2 separate regions of the Mus musculus genome follow, and region 2 is linked to region 1. Evidence: chromatin contacts called from public HiChIP or PLAC-seq data. All regions are on one chromosome and are shown on one strand. Each heading gives the region's core, a stretch centred on a gene start, on an enhancer-like site or on the middle of the called end of the contact. The rest is flanking DNA. Distances are from core to core; before and after follow the strand shown.

Region 1 (2,745 bases), core at 133-2,632:
CACTTCCCAAAGATGTCCTATGAGCTCTTTACATGTTGGGTGCCACTTACATACCTGCACTATCTTTCACATACACAAGTAATAATAATTTTAAAAAAGTCATTTAGAATGCTTGTAGATCCTAGGTGTATTTGTTTCCTTCAGCCTCGGTCCCCACAACTGTACAATGGAGACGGTCGATCTCTTTTTTTCTATGGGCTGTGGTGTGGTATGACACTGAGGTGTGTCAAATGTTTTGCACAGCTCTTGATGTCTAACAGTCGGGTTTTGCATACCAGATATTTTCCTGTTTCTGCCCAGAGAGGAAAGGGTCTGGCTGTGACCTTTAACCTCTGTGCCCCACCCCATAGTAAACTGTGTGCGCGTGGGGCACACTCTGTCTCTGGGCAGATCGCTGACTCAGCCCGGGATACCCCCTCCCCTTGTCCGGCTCCCTAAACCGGTCAGGGCCCTTCCAAAGGGCTTATTAGAGGGGAGAGGCCCCCATCTTCATTCCTATCTTCCTTTGAGGATTTCCTAGGCTTCGGCCTTAGGGAGGCTGCTGTATGCAGGTGGCTAAGAAGCCCGGCCCTCCAGGGGCACCGGAGGCTGAGTGGGAGGTCTGGGCGCTGGGCTCTCTCTGGGTGGGGCTGGAGGGGCCGGGATGGCTGGGTGCCTGGGCTGCGGGCGGGGCAGGCTGCTGGCTCCCTCCTCCCAGGAGAGCTGTCGGACCTGTTGTCCCCCCCTCCACTTCCGGGCTGCTGGGGAGGGGGACGGGGCGGCCTCTCTCTCCTCCCTCCTTCCAGCCACCTGTTTAGCCGCAGGAGCGGCAGTGCCCAGTGCAGAGCCAGAAAGAAGGTTGACGACCTACGAGGACCTCCTCCCGGGAAGGAACGGAGGCGTTGGGGCCCCAGGCATATCCGGAGAGGTAGACATTGCCAGCCCCGAGTTCTGGATCTTGGGGTGAGGAGCCTCGGACGCTGATTCCTTACAGGTGGTTCGGGACCCAACTGTGGAGCTCCAAGGAGGAGAGCCGGGCTAGTCCCGAGAGGGTAGAGGAGATGGAATCTCTTGGAGGCAATCCGGGAAACTGGAGAGGGCTGCAGAAGGGGCTCAGGGATGACACATGGAGCAAAGGGAAGGCTCAGCGTGCGACGCCCCAGCACGGGGAGCGTTAGGACCCCGGACTCAAATTCTCTTCCCACCTCTAGGTGTGTGTGTCACCTTCGGAGCCGACAGCCTCTCCCCAGTCGCGAGCGGGTCCCCAGGAAATCTACGCCCGCGGAATGTTCAGAGCTGGTCTCTGAACCTTTAGGTTCCGCCCTCTGGGCAAGCTCAACGCGCTCTAGACCACGCCCACAAACATCAGACCACGCCTCTGAAACTGACCACGCCCACACCACAGGAATCCGAAGCGGCCATGGGGACACCCAGCACCCTAGAGGAGGGCTCCTCGTCTCCAAAGGTTTCGGAATGCGCCGTCGAGGTCCAGCCTCAAGGGGCTGTGCAGCCTCAGGGGCACCCCGAGGATCCCAAAGAGCACAAGGAGCCCGAAGTCCCAGCGGAGCTTCCAAGTTGCCCCGGAGCTGGGCGGCAGGCCGAGGAAGAGGAAGAAGTGGAAGAAGGTAGCAGCACCGAGAGCTGCCGCGAAGAGGTGAGGGATCATCCCCCCGGGGGGGCTGTCCAGACGGACAGACAGACACCCAAGACGACACAGAAGAACATAAAGAGAGAGACTAGACAGAGACCCAGAGTCAAGGAGAGTACCCATAGACAGGCAGAAACACCCTGTTAGACAAAGTTGGATTTGAAGCCAGAGAGACTCGGGTAGAAACATAGAAACTAGATACGACAGAGACACAGGGAGTGAGACATAGACCTAAAAGAGAGACACAGGGAAGACACACAGACCCAGAAGAGAAACAAAAAGAAATGCCAACATAGAAGAGTCTAAGTCAGAGAGAGGGACGGGGGTGGGGGTGGGGGGAAGAAGAGCGATCCAGGGACTCTGAGAAAGAGATCCCAAGAGGTTGAGACTCAGGGACAGATGAGCTCATCGTGTACAAAGACACTTGCTGTCAAATCTGACGACCTGGGTTCGATCCCCAGAACCCTCATTGATGTAAGGCAAGAATCTTCTGATTTCCACTAGCATTCAGGTACAAAAAAGAAAGAAGGAAAGGAAGGAAGGAAGGAAGAAAAAAAAAGAAAGAATAGAGGAAGAAATGGAGGAAGAAAAAAGAAAAGGAGAGAGAAGGGAGAAAGGAAAAAGGAAAAGAAGAAAAGGAAAGGAGGGAAGAAATGAGGAAGAAAGAAAAAAGAAAGGAAGGAAGGAAGGAAGGAAAGAAAAGGAAGCAAGCTCTGCTAGTTCAGCTTCAGAGCATAGTGGCTTTGTATGATGGGTTCAGAACCTGCCGGCTTCCCCGCTTCACGGTCTTCCATTCGGACCCGAAAGGAAGTAGTTGAACTTGGCAGCTCATGACCCCCAGAGGCACTACTGGGGTGGGACCAGACCTGTTTGGTGACTTGAGGGGGGCGAGACTTGTTCTCATCACACCCTCTCTAATTTCAGCCCGAGGCTACGCCTGCCGCGCAGATTCCAGCCACACCTTCCCCATGCCTCCCTTCTGGGGAAGAGCTGCGGGGGGCAGCGCGGCGGCTGCGAGGACAGCAGCTGGAGGCACTGACTCGCGTGGCTCTGATGGAGCAGCGGGTGAAGGAGTTACAGCGCCAGAAGAAGGAACTGAGGATCGAGGTGAGGATGGG
Region 2 (2,700 bases), core at 42-2,541, 390 kb after region 1:
TCTCACTTCCCCCTTTCTCTCCTAACCCTCCCCCATCTAGCCCTCCCTCCCATCCCCCCTCACCCACCCAGCCCACAGATCTGCAGTTCCATCCCCCATCTTCATCCGTAGGCCCTTCATCCGCCATCTTTCTCCCCACCGTTCATGTTCCCTTTGGCTCCCCATGCTGACCCCTTTCTCTTTACCCGGGGAGGGGTCCCCCCAATCCATCCACTTCCTTCTCTGACAGCCCTCCCCAAGCCCCACCCCAGACACACAGGGAGGAATCCAGAGCTGCTGCAGGGGTCAAGTGGTCGGTCAAGGAAGGAGGCTGCATCTGCTGGAGAGATGCACAGACAGAGAAGGACACACGGACACGGAGGCAAGGACATAGCAGGCATGCGAGCTCCCCCCACCCCCACCACACGGCTGTGCTTGCACACCCTCAGCCAGGCACTTGTCTGCCAGCCATCTCCTGCTCCTCCCCCTCTTCCCAGCCCTCATGTCTGTACGCGCCCCCCCCCCCCCAGATTAGGGGCTGCGAAACCTCTGCAGCCCCAGGTCTGTCACTGCAGATCACCCTTATCCAGGTCTGCAAGGAGAAAGAGAGGTCATCTTATGTCTAACTCATAACCTGTATCTGTCTCCATTGAACCAGGGGAGGGGATGGGGTCTTGATGACCCCTAAACACTGGCATAGCTCTCAGACACACCCAGACAGGTAGCGGGCTTTGAGATGGGAGGGGGTGCACAGATGGCTGCAGACCCTGTTAGGGCTGCATTAATTAAGCCGGAAGCACGCGCACACACATTCGCCCTCAAGCATTTGCACTCGTGCCGCCACACTCATGCAAGGGGCACACGAGCAACCGCACAAGGTCAAACCGAGATGCTAAGGGCCAGCCCTCCGCCCCCCCGTGGACAAAGCCTCCAACATGCGCCACAGATTCCCCCTTCGACTCAATAGCCCACTTTCCCAGCCACACAAACTAGTCAGGTCAGCCGGCTCCCGGGTCCCCGCAGACTCGGCCCCAGGGCTCAGGAGGGCAGGAGACCCCAACTCCGGCACACAGCCAAAGTCACTGGACACGATGTCACGCACACAGAGTCCAGCCGACCCCTGCACCTACCCCCATCTTGGCGGCTCCGCGGGAAGAGCGGCGTTCAGACTGATGAGCGGTGGCCGCAGGATGGGCTCAGGCGCGGGCTCGGGCTGGGGGCCTCTGCAGCGCCCGCGCCGCGGTGGGAGCGTGCGTCTGTCGGTCCGTGGGTCCCACCGCACAGAGGCTGCGGCGGCCGGGGCCTCCGCCTCCTCATATGCCCGCGCCCGCGGGGGGAGGCGGCTCCGGCCAATCAGGAGCAGTACTGAGCAGACGGACAGCTTGCGGCCCGGCCCCCAGTACTGCAGCTGTACTCCCCCTTCCCCCCCTCACCGCTCCAACCTTGTTTCTGCAAAGTGGCGGCCACTGAGAAGCTGAGCACAGTGCGGGGGGGGGGGGTGATCCCGGACATCCCCAGGGTGGGGACTCAGAGACCCCCCCTCAATATAGGGAGGTATCTTAGGGACCGAGGCTTTGAGGGTGAGGCACCCTGGAATCTGCCTCCTTCTGGGAGTGGGGTAGATACAGGGTGGGAGGAAAGGCCCAGTGAATTGCAGTAATGCAGGGCCCCAGAGTGCCACCATCTTGCAGTATGTAGAAGGGACCCCAGGAGTCTATGTTTGACACTGTTCAGGAAGAAGATAATGCCTGATGGGGAGACATGTGGAGGGGTGTTGCGGAGGTGGGAGGGGGTCCTAATATCCTCTGCACTGTGTCCCCATGACTGAACTACCAAAGATGCATCACCACACACAGCACAAAGGAGACACAAAGCCACAAGAACATACCAGGGGGCCTGGAAATGCCCCCACCATGCAGGTACCACCATCACCTCCACGTGTACCACCAAAGGCTCTCAACCACATCCCAGTCACACCACACACACACCACCACCACCACCACCACCACCATGATCTTTCAACCAGAGGCTCAAAAACCAGCCAAAGGAGAATCTATAAAGAGCTCACACCCATCACACCACAAGAGAAACCCAGTCACGATGCGGAAGTGCTGTGGAGAGCCCACGCCCTCAGAACACCACCTCACAGACTCCCATCACACACTGCACCACAGCTGACCTTGCACCATCTCACACAGAGAGCCAAGAGATTGCTTCACTTAGCACCATTGCGCAAGCATAAGACCCACATTTCCTCCAGACACTCACAGAGGCCTCTGTGGCCACTGGCGCACAAACATACAATACCATCAAACACACTTGCACATACCCCGGTGTGTTTGGGGCATGAGAAAAGGCTTGCTGTACAAACAGGCCAGATAACTGCTGTGAATGACAGGCAAAAAAGTGCACACACTCACACATAACAGAGTCATTCAGAACTCAGCCACGAGAGACCATCTCACACATCCTACATTACTGCGCTGTCATGATGCAGGAGTTTGTTGCACCTTCAAACATATCCCAATGCTCCTACCCACACACCACACCCACATCCCCGTGTGTATAAAAGGATGCGCTTGTGTCCCGCCTCCTGCTTGTCCATGCTCTCAGGCCTGCCTCTCACACACAGCACCCATTATCCTCCTCATCCGAGCCTGAGGAGTCAGTCTCCCATGCCCACCTTGACAACATTTTGCTCATGGGAACATTTTAGACTCT

What was found. HiChIP or PLAC-seq counts read pairs in DNA pulled down with a chosen protein or histone mark.
Region 2: a contact with region 1 is called in an H3K4me3 HiChIP or PLAC-seq map of embryonic stem cells, with 2.2 times the contacts expected there. The contact joins the promoter of Atp1a3 here to the promoter of Phldb3 in region 1. A contact is called at or near these places in 2 of 115 datasets of contacts at active chromatin or transcription factors (embryonic stem cells and stem cell-derived neural progenitor cells).

What each region holds. Positions count from the first base shown.
Region 1 is chr7:24,609,946-24,612,690 of GRCm38.p6, forward strand. It overlaps Phldb3 (pleckstrin homology like domain, family B, member 3), which reads left to right and starts at 1,383. Exons shown (of 15, transcript NM_001102613.1): 1 at 1,383-1,633; 2 at 2,552-2,734. The coding sequence starts at 1,400.
Region 2 is chr7:25,004,646-25,007,345 of GRCm38.p6, forward strand. Atp1a3 (ATPase, Na+/K+ transporting, alpha 3 polypeptide) reads right to left here and starts at 1,292. Exons shown (of 23, transcript NM_001290469.1): 1 at 1,110-1,292. The coding sequence starts at 1,115.